Linked DNA regions of Gossypium hirsutum: region 2 is linked to region 1. The links are chromatin contacts, called in public Hi-C maps. All regions are on one chromosome and are shown on one strand. Each heading gives the region's core, a stretch centred on a gene start, on an enhancer-like site or on the middle of the called end of the contact. The rest is flanking DNA. Distances are from core to core; before and after follow the strand shown. Region 1 holds the start of LOC107916810. Region 2 has its middle 5.8 kb from the start of LOC107891078.

What was found. Hi-C and Micro-C count contacts between places; a contact is called where the count stands out from the background.
Region 2: a contact with region 1 is called in a Hi-C map of leaf, with 2.6 times the contacts expected there. The contact joins the enhancer-like site here to the promoter of LOC107916810 in region 1. A contact is called at or near these places in 2 of 34 Hi-C or Micro-C datasets (both in leaf).

Annotation. Positions count from the first base shown.
Region 1 is chrA11:75,460,620-75,467,660 of Gossypium_hirsutum_v2.1, reverse strand. It overlaps LOC107916810, which reads right to left and starts at 3,320. Exons shown (of 7, transcript XM_016846185.2): 1 at 2,806-3,320; 2 at 2,297-2,326; 3 at 1,741-1,839. The coding sequence starts at 2,964.
Region 2 is chrA11:75,589,714-75,596,429 of Gossypium_hirsutum_v2.1, reverse strand. No RefSeq gene overlaps it. Among protein-coding and RNA genes, the nearest start is that of LOC107891078, 5.8 kb to the left of the region's middle. Within about 2 kb of position 3,964, at least 3 of the 9 cell types and tissues checked have an H3K27ac peak or open chromatin away from gene starts, as enhancers often do. A contact at or near this core is called in leaf, where this site is marked.

The DNA.
Region 1 (7,041 bases), core at 2,071-4,570:
GATACATTCCAGTCCAATGGTTTCTTGGTAAATAAATAACATTCAAGCTCTACATGCATGTCAAGTCCACTGGATTTTTAAAAAATCAACTTATCATCGTCCATTGAAAACGAACAGCAACCTCAGTCTTTCAATGGCCTAACTGAAATCATAAGCTTCTACTATGCTCGGACCCTAGATGCACATTTTATGGGATGTTGTACGAACCATAAACTTAACAATTTTGGTTCCATATAAATGACAGCAATGCCAATATGAAGAAACACAAAATAATTTCAAGGCTTGAACCTATGTTTGTTCGGGAACACTAACATGTTTTATGTTACAACTTGTAATGAAATGTAAACATGCTTCATAGAGGTTTTTTGTGGGAGATAATTAAATGGCAATAACAAACCAGGAAATGAGGTTTTATAAGCCTACAATGTAGGCAGATCAGATAGATCTTTCATGCATTATTGGCTCCTCCAAAGAAAATAATTTAAACTTGGTCCTATCCTAATAAAATAATTTGCCTAGGGGCTGGAAAGATCCTTTAAAATTCATAAATCCTGCTTATTGAATACAAAAGTAATTTTATTGATGAATTGTCACAATAACCCATGCTAAAACCCATTTGATTTTGCAGTGCAATTACTGAACAATTGCATGGTTTAATAGAATCTATCATCTTTGGATAAGATAGGTTTTGGAAAATAGTACAGTAAACAAATTTAAAATTCTGCCTCTGAAGTGGCCAGTTACATCAGTAACTAAAATGGAAATTATCGGCATTGTGATCCATTATACAAGAGCCTTCATCTCTTCAACAAATCAAATATTCTTATAATTCTCTAAAACCTTTCACTTAACATGTTCTTATTCACCCTTGTGGTTTAACATACCCAAAAAATAAAAATTAGCAGAAAAAGAGGCATAAAAAACTTTGGTTGGCAAACATGAAGAAATATGCATGTAACAAACATGAATTGATGGTATTTCTTAGGGTGCTCTCTCTCCAAAGATTTCAGAAAAAGATAACCGGGTGCCATCATTCTCAATCTATAAATTAGTCCTCAGGATCCAACCTTCTACCATGAGATTGCACTATCGACATGTCCAAACATTTACAATTCGGCCAACTTGTAGTCCATTTGGTTAGATGACACCTAAACAGTCCTAATACTTTCAGCATGACCAAAATCAAACTTGGATAAAACTATATAAATTGGATTCTTTCAATTGAAACTCCAAAGCACTGGGAAGACTGTTGGTCCATTAATTGAAAAACTCCTTAATACATCCGAATAAGCAAATAAAATTGGAACGAAACTACTGGTGTCAACCAGGCAAGTTTAGTCGGGTTTGGGTCAAGTAACTTCAGTGCATAAAAAAAATTGGGTTTTGCTCAGTTCAAGTCATTTCAGGTTCAAATTGTTTAGTTTTAAGTTAAAACCAGTTTAATACAAGGTTAGGATCTTGGTTTATTCAGGTCTGGATCATCTCTGAATTCAACAATTTTAGGTTCAGATAATTTCAATTTTGGTTGGATTGTAAACTTTTATGGTCAAATCAAGTTAGGTCAACTTTTGATGCAGACAACTAGGTGAGTCGTACAATTTAGAGTGAGTTTCAATAATAGAGTTTATCGCAATCTAATTATGCCATAACTATAACATAAATAGTGCATAAAAAATATTGAAGTTCACATCTTGAATAAGATCAAGGTTCTAAACCAAATAGGAGTCCAGAAAAGTTTACCTGGAATGAAACATTTGAGCAACCACTATTATAGAGAAGGTTTTTTAGAGCACTCTTTGCGTCAGCACGCCTTTGATGTACTCTATATCTTATGTGATTCTGCATTAATATTTGAAATGTCAGAAAATTTCCATTTTTTATGAACACATAAAGTAAGAAGTAAAATGCCAGAAGCAGACAAAAGGTTCATAACAAAGCTACTTGGGAAGGATGAAATTAACAAATAGCAACATCTTAATCAGTTACTAGAAGACACCCATCACCTGGTCAATGTGAACATTAAAATTAATCATGGGGAATCCTTTTGTGAGATGCATTAGAATTTTATTTGCACTAAAAGATTGCTAGGAATGTTCCCAGTCCACGATGAATAAGATAGCTGTTTTAGCAATCAAGCATGGTTATCCTCGGCATACAAACTCGAACTGGAATTTGGTCTGCTAAGTTTTCAGAAAATTACCAATCTAAAAACGTGCCAATATGATATACTAGGACCAAGATGATTAAAAGATGCAGGCAGATAATTACATAAATAGAGGCTGCCAAAGCTATATACCTTAATTGGTTGTTGTGTTCTTCTTTCCTCCTGCAAAAATATGGTTAATTGTTAAATTTTCTCATCAAAAGCAATGCATACAGATTTATACGAATTACTAAACCAAAATTTTCATGCATTACAAACATCTGAAGCTCAATTCTATGCAACTGGTGGTGGCCAGAGGAGGAAACAAGTAGGCATACTTATTCACATAGAAGATGAAGTACTTTGATCAGAACCAGGAAGAGACAATATGGGAAGCTAAACATAATGAATATAGAATAAATCTCAACGGTAGCATCTATAACAATCAGCAAGCAGAAACTTTTAGCATGAAACATTGAAGCTCAAATTTCTCAATTTAATTTTGAAGTTAAAGATTAATTTACATAGCACTCAGAGAACAAGACTATTTCTTTCATCTAAGAAATGCCACAAATTAGAGCTATTCAAGGATTTGAACTTTCAGAAACCCTATCTACAGCCATTCAAATAAAAATAGAAATCCAAGCTCTCCCCGAACTCACAAAATCCCATTTGCTCTTCCATTTTTCACAGGTAACAGGCGTAGAATGAAACGAAGCAACGTGGGTTGTTGCAACAGTAGCCGTTGCTTTTGAAGATAAGAAAGGTGGAACCAATGAATTCTTCAGTAGAAACACGTTTCGCCATCTAGGTATCTGCATAACCGATAAAATCAAGACAAAAAGACACTCTCTTCAAAATTAGCAGCACCAATAGAGGAAGCTTTGGGTTTTCCTTTTGGTGGTAAAAAGAATTGGTTCTAAGTAACAAAAGGGTTAAATCTTTTCCGGGTGGAGGATGATAACAGAAGTTTATGTTTCTCAGTTGATTTGGATGTCTGAAAGTTTAGCTGATGATGAAACCGAAGCAGAAAGTCGAATCGAAACATGTTCAAATTAAGGGTTTCGGGGTTGGATACTAGGATGGGATGGATCCTTTCATTGTTCTCAGGCAATTGCAGAGACCTGAATCAGTAAACTCCAAAGGGACCTAAACCTAGGCCCAGATAAATAGGTGTTGGTTAAAGATTAACTTAGAGCCCAAAACTATAATATCTTCGTCCATCAACTATATCATATAGAGGTATTCATGAGCCCATTCAGGTTAGCCCAATAAAAATTTTAGGTTCATTTACTAGGCTCGACTTGGCTCGAAAAATGTGTCTAAAATTTTATTTAACTTTAATTTAAAAAAATGCTAAAACCCTGATTCGACTCGGCCGTATTAATTTTTTATATAATTTTTAAAATATATATAATACATCAAAAATATTAAAAATATTAAAATAAATATTTCCCAACAAATTAAAATATATATATGTATACTTAAATAACATTGAGATATACAAAATTAATAATAATAAAAAGCAAATGCCTCTAAAATAGTAACAAAATTAACAGTAAAACAAGAGTTACACAATATCCAAATAATAACTATAAAATAGTAGGTAACAAATTATGAAATGGCATCAAAATAGTGAAAAAAGAACAAGAAGAAAACAACAAAAAACAACAAAAAAAAGTTTTAAAAAAATAGCAATTTTTTTTGCATATTCGAGTCGGGTCGGGCTGGGCTCGGGCCAAAAAAGCCTTACTCGAAGCTTAGCCTGTTTTCTAAACAGGCCTTATTTTTTGTCTAAGCCCATTTTTCTGACCTATATTTTTACCCAAATCCTCCCACTTTTCAAGCAAGCCGTCGGATCGGGCTAGGTAGCCCGACTCATGGACAAGTCTAATATCATATAGAAGATTATAATTTGATCACTCACTTATTAAGATTTTTTTTTCAACCAATAATTAAATAGTTAACACAAAGGTAATGTGAACTTTTAAATTTTATATATTATATTAATTTATTTTAATTTTTAATTTTTAATTTTCAATATTTAGATATTGTGCCATTGTTGTGTTAATACTAAAAAAATAAAATATTATAGTAAATTTAAAAAATACATAAAATTCCTTAGTAGTATTTTCAATTGAGTTTTAGTTTTATTTGTATTAGTATTGTTGCCCGTATAGGAGGACATGAGTTCGAGTGTATTGAAACACATTATCCTCTTATTTAAAGGTTTAGATAAATCATAATAATAATAATAATAAAGGGCAAGTTTTGGAGAAACGATTTGTAACTTTCTTAAATACTGATAATCTCTATGGTGGGTTAGTCATGTTCCTTTATGAAAAATTATGTGTTTATTATTTATTTTCTCGAATTTTTTGAAAACTTTTTTTTTTATGAAATGGGATTGTTTTATTAGTGACATCCATTATATGCATGTGTTCATTAAAAAGATTTTTTTTATGAAGATGCTTAAAGATTTTAAATTTGATTAAAACTATATAAGGAGGTTTTGAACTTAATATATATTTGTGTTATAAATAATTTTATTTTTAAGTGAATGTTCATCAATATTAAGATAAATTTGATATATTTTAGGACTTTAATGTTCATTAGAAGTATAGTTTTATTTTATTTATACTTCTTATGTCTATAAATATAAATTTTGAAAAAATATTGTAAACATCTCAATTGATCAATAAAAATACGTATTTCTCTTTTGCTTTTTTATTTCTTATTTTTTTACTCCTTTTTATCTATATAACACATTACTAACATAATTCTTTTTTAAACTTTTTCTTCTTAAATTATCTCTCATAACCTAAACAAAATTTGTAACGCACTAAACATGGCATGATAATTGAAACCAAGTATGATGTCTCACAACTTAAAATCAGAGTAATTCTTAAACAAATCATTCAGTGGAAGCTTGTAAAACTTTTCAGATTTAAGAGTAGAAAACATGTAATGGCTATTACTTTATAAAGGTTTCAATGTACATCACTGGCGTTTTAAAATAGGGTTTAATTCATTTGGTAGATAAGTTCAAATAAATAGGTTCGTGAACAAATTATAATAATTCAAATACAAGCATTGAAAGTTAAGAAGATTCTCATAAAAAGAATGTCTTAACAAAATAATAGATCATTATACAGATTGGTTTCAAAAATACATTTAGACGCCACTCCCAAAGGTCATGCATGATACAAGAAAAAAAAGACAGCCCACAATAGTAGTAGTGCTCTAGCGTAGTCCCTTCAATAGAAAGGTTTCCTTCAAACAGCACACCTGAGAATGAAAAGATAACAGAGTAAGTTCATACAATTTTAGTGAGTTCCAAAGGTAAATAGAAACCATACACACTATTTCTTACGATAATATCAAACCTTTCAGAAGGAGTTTCACATATTAATCGTAATACGCCCAATGACATTCACAGAACATAGACAAATTTAATACACCAATTTACATAACACATGGGCGGACATTATAGACCAACTTAACATTACATAGAGACTTAACATTATATAGAGAACTCATCTTCATTGTGACAGTCCTAATTCGACCCTAGTCGGAATGTGGTTTCGGGGCCACAAGATCGAGTCCCAAAATTTATTTAAAATTTGATTGCATATCCTCTATGTGTATTAGTGCATGTGTGAAAATTTGATGTTTTAATTTAGACTTATGAATGTGAATTTCATGTGATTGACTTAGTTGAGAACTTAAGAAAATATGATAGGGGAATATGTAAGGATCAAATAATAACAAAGTGAGGAAACTTGGGTTTGCATGTCAAATTGCCCAAAAACCCAAGTAGTGGCCGGCCAAGCCATGATGCCCCATCTACTAGGTTGAATTTCAATGCAATTCTTTTATTAGTTAACAATTAAAATAAATTAAAGAAAGGAATTAAAAAGAAAAGATGAATAAAATAAGGAAGGAAGAGGGAGTATTCATCTTCTTTCTTTTTTATTTTGCAATTGCCGTGAGTTAGGAGAAGGAAGGAAGAAATGCTCTAGACATTCGGCCAACTCAAAAGGGGTTGATTAAGGCAGGATTTATGTTACTTTTACTAAATTCTTGTGAAAATCTAGTTAGTAGCCAATGTCTTATTACAACCCATATGTTAATTTTCTACCTAAAGGGGTACTTAGATGGCATATGGTTAGGAAGAGGTAAAGGCTAAGAGTATGGTGCTTTTGATGTTGTGAATGGAAGTAGTGGAAAAGTGAAAGAAAATTTATGTAGAAATGTGGTATATGTGGATTTATAGGATGTTACAAATAGATGTGAAGCCATGCTAGATTAGGAAAAATTCGGTCAAGTGTTCATGAGATGAAATTTTGTGTTTAGATGAATTAAAGATGATAGTATAGTTGATATCATATATATATATATGCATATTCGGCCATCAAATTAAGAGCATAGGTGATGTTGAGTCTAAGTTTTGCACATTCGGCTATATATATATATATATATAAATGTATGCCCATTCGTGATATTACTTTTGGATTATATATAATCGACTAAAAATGAGTAATTAGCAAGGGTGGTTGCCGAATGTCCAATTATATATATATGCATGTGTGATTGGATTATTAATAGTAGGGTGATAGCATATGGTTATTACCCGAATAGCTCAAAAACATATGGTAGGAAGATAAGAATTAGTCTTGTATCTCCTATGATATGAAATCATTAATATTTTGGTATAAATATTTAGCAAGACGGTTAAACTAGTTAATTTATTGATTAAGCTCAAGAAGTTAAAGGAGGAGAATCAAGCAAAGGCAAAGGAAAGAACATCGAGTAGCCGAGTTGGAACCGTTTTACCCAACACAAGGTAAGTTATTAAGCATATATTTTGTATTGATTTAAATAATCATAATACCTAT
Region 2 (6,716 bases), core at 2,715-5,214, 130 kb before region 1:
TACACAAATAAGAAAAAGGTAAGGGCTGAGAGGATTGCCCTGCCTTAGTCCTCTAGATGGTGCAAACCAGTCACTGTTCAACCCATTGAGGCTCACTGAGTAGGAAATGGAACAAACACACCTAATTATAAGAATAACCCAATCCGCATGAAATCCTAATTGAGTCATCATTCTAGTAAAAAAATCCCATTCAACACGATCATACGCTTTACTCATGTCGAGTTTAAGCGTAAAATTCCCCTTCTTGCCATTCTTTTTCATCTTCAAAGAATGAAGGACCTCATAAGCGATTATTACATTATCCGATATATGTTATCCTGGGATAAAAGCCCCCTAGGCTTCATTTATGGAACTTCCTAATATAGAACTCATTCGATTCACCAAGACCATCACAACAATTTTGTACATAACATTACAAAGACTTATGGGCCTAAGATGTGATAGATATTTATAATTAGTCACTGTAACACCCCAAACCCGGCCCAGACATTATGGCCAAGTCTGGTGTGTCACATTGAAGTATTTTTCGAAAACCATGTTTTCATTGAAAACCCTTCTTGATGTTTAGAAACTTTTACCGTTTAAACTTGTAAACCTTTGTAGTGGCAGAAACATGTTAGTTTAAAAACAGTTAAGTATTGAAAAATCCAACCTTCTTTGTTATGGCTTAAAGAGAATGGATACTACACACCAGGCAGGATTCAAGAAAAGAGGAGGTGAGTCAATTAGAATGCTTAAGTACCTAGCTCTTCCATGATCCAATCCTAGACATGCACACATCCATTGCCACACTTTAAGCTTATTACTTGTCCATGAACAACAAATTAAGTTTAAGTCTATTTAAAATATTTATTTCCTTTGAAAATATTTATGTTGCGGAAGCTTTGCTCAGTTATCGTGATATTTGGAAAATAAGTAACTTTTATAAAATGCGCCCTAGGGCTATCCAATTTTAAGGAATCAATTTAAGTGATATGAATCTCAAGTTGAAAACGATTTAAGTAATTTAAAAACCCAAAATAAAAATAATAGAGCGGCCTTATTACAACTTCAACAAAAATAGAAAAAATAAAAAAAATACGAAATTTAAAAGGAAGTTAATCGAAACTTACTTAAAAACCAGAAATTTAATCTTCGTGGCCACTCTGAATCCCCCCCAGCTCTAAGTCTACCAACTAGGGCTCACCTGCAAGGATGGAAGAGAAAAGGGGTGAGTTTGGAAAACTCAGTGTGTAAAGTATCCCAACCAGAGCCCAAATCAGTTCAAGCTTTACTGGGCCTAAGCCCTATTCAGAAATCAGTGTTAATTGGGCCTTAGCCCATATCAATATTAATCTGGGCCATAGCCCCTTACAGTATCAGAGTATATTGGGCCTAGCCCATATCAGTATTAATCTGGGCCGTAGCCCTATTACAAGTCGAGATATATTGGGCCTTGCCCAAATTAATATAGTTGGGCCCATTTCAATACAGTCTCATATGATTAATGCATGATAAACCCATCCAACCCTGCACTTGACTCCGTCCATCCCTACACTTCCTGTGGGGAATAAATCACCCACGCCATCCCTACACTTACAGTGTTAACACCGATTGCGGCACTAACTATAATCCGCAGCAAAGCTGCTTATATCAGAATATGTGGCACAGCCACCAGAACGGGTTCTTCCTCCATAACATAACCCAGATCCCATGCAACAGATATACATGTCATGGCATACAACAAACATAATCAGAATATCATGCATTTCACTCAAAATTAACCCTAGAGGTATAACAGTCATTTTGCACCTAGGGATAAAACGGTAATTTTCATACTTAGGAGTAGTTAAATAAAATTTACTATTCTAGAGTTTACATACATATTCTAACCATTAACACATTAACAGAAGCACCTACCGAGCGTTTTTACCAAATTGGGCCCGTTGGCCCACTAACCCGTTTTCGGCCCATTAAGCCAAAATATACCAAAGTGCACGAAATTGCGCACTCTGTAATCATACTATTTGCGATTACCAAAATTAACAACCAAACCACCTCACGAGCGCTCGCACGCTCGCAAGTTCACAAATGCCGACTTTTCGACTTTTCGGCTTTTGCCGATCTAGTTTATGAGTGGGTGTCGTTTACACACCTGATTTGCAAAAACTACTACCGAAATCTCCCACGATATCCTACAATCGGTCACTAGACATATCAGATTCAAAGTATAATGGCAAACATCATAAACTTACTTACCATAATCGGCCATCAATACATATGGCCCTTGAGATCCTACCTTTGCCAAAACTAGTGACTAGATCTCGATCTAGTTGTTCCACTTGTCCAAGCCTTCGATCAGCAGCCTCTAGATCACACTAACACCAAAACAAATCAATTGTTACAATCCTTAGAGCCTTAAGCTCCAACCGACAGCATCCCTATGCCTTTAGGGATTTCGGCTTTTCTAAAACCCAAAATAAAGAATAGATCTGAATACTTACCACAGTTCTTTCAACCAAAACGATTCCACTTCAGTTTCTACTCGGATCTGATATAGATCCAGCCCTTAAACACTTGCAGAAATCGAATCTTAGAGATTTAAAGATTCGGCTATATGTCCCTAAAAACTATGGTGTTTTCGGCTTTTGGAACTGTGAAGAGGAAGATGATTTGGTATAGCGGTTCTGCAGTGGTATTGCCGATAGGGGTTAAGGTTTAGAGGATGTGAAAAATCAGCCAAAAGAGATGAAGAAAATAGAGGATTTTGACTAGAGTAAATCGACACAAGAAACAACTTTTGGGATTTTAGCTTTTGTATATAAGGCTTAGGAACAAATTATTAGAAAGTGGAGATGAGAAAAATAGTAGAAAGATTCGGCTATAGAAGAAAAGAATAAGAAGAAAGAAAGTAGATGAACAGAGGAGAAAAAAAAAGAAAAGAAAATAGAAGAAAAAAAACTAAATCCTAAAGGCCAAAATATACGGCACTTATTAGCTATGGCCGAGTAAATGTATTTCGGCATAGGAATTCTTCCTAAATTCCAATTCCCTGAATTGTTCCTTGATTTTTGGCCACTTTCAATGTTGAATTCCATTCAAACTCTTGACCGATCAGCCCACCGTTGGCACCGCCTCAGATGCTGCCAAGAGTCTTGATCAGACCCCAACTCCTTCCCTACGCATGCAGCAAAAATCCCAACCTTGCGTGCGCGAGATGAGGCTCAAACCCTAGACCTCCATCCGCCTTGCCCCCTTACACCTTCGCCCGATCTGCTGGTCACTGCACCACGCTTTCTCATTTACTAATATATGGTTACAATTAATTATAACCTTTAACCCGCTTCAGTTCTGGCCTGCCATAAACGAGTATTTTACAGAGAGCCGACAAGGAATTCCATTAATAACTGGCCGTTTTGATTCTTTGGAACAACTCGATGAATTTAGTAGATCTTTTTAGGAGGACCCAATGACCATAGATCGAACCTATCCAATTTTTACAGTGCGATGGTTGGCTGTTCACGGACTAGCTGTACCTACCGTTTCTTTTTTGGGGTCAATATCAGCAATGCAGTTCATCCAACGATAAACCTAATTCGAATTAATTATAGAGCTATGACACAATCAAACCCGAACGAACAAAATGTTGAATTGAATCGTACCAGTCTCTACTGGGGGTTATTACTCATTTTTGTACTTGTTGTTTTATTTTCTAAAAATAAAACAAAATTCGCCTGCTCCAGGACTAGAACCCGTGCCTTTATGGAACTCCTAGCACCCTACTGCCGCTGCGCCACAAGCATCATTGTAGCATAACTCGGTCGCAACTTTTCTTAAACCTTACTTTAGTGTGACCTGGTTTCTAAAATAAAAACAAGCCTTTGCATGCGCCAACCCTCGAACCGAGGCACTACACCACACTCCCAGCGCCTCTACCACTGGACCAAACTTCCCTTTGTGTTACCTTTTAACACCAACTCTATATAAGGCTTCCCTGCATCGTTCCCTGATATAAAGAAAAATAAAACACTTTTGCACATGCTGGGACTTGAACCCCCGCTCTCCTTCCCACTATCTAGCATGCTAATCACTGGGCCAAGTACGCTTCTTCATGCCCAGTCTTGCCCAATTTATTTTATAAGCCTTGTGCCCAGATTCCCTCTCTGAGGCAAAAATTAAAACAATTTTTTTCCTAGAGTTTAAACCCCCAAAACAACAATACATTTATAAATATATATATGTATTTTTTTCTTTCCTATCTAATAATAATAATTATAATAATAATAATTTTATAAATATATCTAATAATAAAAATATCAAATATCACTAATACAGTAAATAATAATTTTCATAAAAACTTTTCAAACATACATACAGTAATATTTTTCTAATAATAATAATTTTATCTCATAATACTAATTAAAATTTCATAAAAATTTAAAATATCAGTAATAATAAATACAGTAAAAAATTTCTAGTAGTAATTTAATTCAAAATTTTTTTCCTTAAACGATAATATTTAAAACTTCTTAATTATTCAAGTTTTCTTCTATTCGAATCCCAAACTCAAAACCCAACTCTTCTAGGCCTCAAAAATCGGGGCGTTACAATTCTACTCCCCTTAAAGAAATTTTGTCCTCGAAATTTCAAACTACCAACTAACCATATAACTCCAATCAACCCACTATACTTCTGCTGCGCACTCTTAAAAAAATAATTCTTAGTACGACCCCAAACATCTAATTGCCAAAGGAAAGAAACATCTATCAAGTACGCATTCAATTCGTAACACACACTTAAATAGAATAAACTTGGCAATCCCGAGCTCGATGCTCCTTGGACTCACATCTAAAGTATGCTCCTGTCTTCCTAAGGCATTCACCCGTATGACGCCCGTTGCAATTCTTGTAGGCTGGAAAGTTTGGTCGTTTCTTAACATGTTTCACAGAACGAAGCTCGGTCTTCTGAGAACTAGAATCCTTCCTCTTCTTACACTCCAAGTACCCCGCTTGAAGTATTTCCCTAATTTCCTTAACCTTGGTCTCTAATACTTCTTCTATCACTTTCCTTACTAACTCGGCTAGTGCCTCAGTCCCAATCTCCGAGTTACCGCTACCCAAAGTTGGCAGACTTTGCTTATACTCAGTATCCATATCAACACTCTACATTATCAGCATGCATAACAATAACTACCAAGATCTCGATTCAAAAATAATACTTATTTATACGTGTTATGCAGAGATAGTATTTTAAAGTTTCTATTTTCATAGCCTAGCTATAGTCTCAAATATTCTAGGGTTTTTAGTATTATCCTAGCTATAATGTCTACAGTAATATCTTAATACAGTGTAGTATGAGTGACAGGAATACTTACAGACTTGGTGCCGGGGATTCAGTGTGCCACCTTATCAGATTTCAGACAAATGCAAAAGATTTAGGCCTTTAAAATCCATTTCTCAAACATTTGATTTAAAGAAACCAAGTTTGAAAATTTATCTCCTTTAACCAGAAAATTTGTTTTCAAAAGTCAAATTTTTCCAAAAATACCCTTTTGGGTTTAAAGTTTTGAAAACCTTTTTAGACCCGATCCACAGCCGATTTGTTGCAACCTAGGCTCTGATACCACTAAATGTAACACCCCAAACTCGGCCCAGACATTATGGCCAAGTCTGGTGTGTTACAATGAAGTGTTTTTCGAAAACCATATTTTCATTGAAAACCCTTCTTGATGTTTAGAAACTTTTACCGTTTAAACTTGTAAACCTTTGTAGTGGCAGAAACATGTTAGTTTAAAAACAGTTAAGTATCGAAAAATCAAACCTTCTTTGTTATGGCTTAAAGAAAATGGATACTACGCACCATGTAGGAACAAGAAAAGAGGAGGTGAGTCAATTAGACTGCTTAAGTATCTAGCTCTTCCTTGATCCAATCCTAGACATGCACACATCCATTGCCACACTTTAAGCTTATTACTTGTCCACGAACAACAAATTAAGTTTAAGTCTATTTAAAATATTTATTTCCTTTGAAAACATTTACGTTGTGGAAGCTTTCCTCAGTTATCGTGATATTTTGAAAATAAGTAACTTTTATAAAACGCGCCCTAGGGCTATCCAATTTTAAGGAATCAATTTAAGTGATATGAATCTCAAGTTGAAAACGATTTAAGTAATTTAAAAACCCAAAAAAAAAATAATAGAGCGGCCTTATTACAACTTCAACAAAAATAGAAATAATAAAAAAATGTGAAATTTAAAAGGAATTTAATCTTCGTGGCCACTCTGAATCCCGCCCAACTCCAAGTCTACCAACTAGGGCTCACCTGCAAGGATGGAAGAGAAAGGGGGTGAGTTTGGAAAACTCAGTGTGTAAAGTATCCCAACCAGAGCCCAAATCAGTTCAAGCTTTACTAGGCCTAAACCCTATTTAGAAATCAGTGTTAATTGGGCCTTAGCCCATATCAATATTAATCTGGGCCATAGCCCCTTACAGTATCAGAGTATATTGGGCCTAGCCCATATCAATATTAATCTGGGCCGTAGCCCTATTACAAGTCGAGATATATTGGGCCTTGCCCAAATTAATATAGTTGGGCCCATTTCAATACAGTCTCATATGATTAATGCATGATAAACCTATCCAACCCTACACTTGCCTTCGTCCATCCCTACACTTCCTGTGGGGAATAAATCACCCACGCCATCCCTACACTTACAGTGTTAGCACCGGTTGCGGCA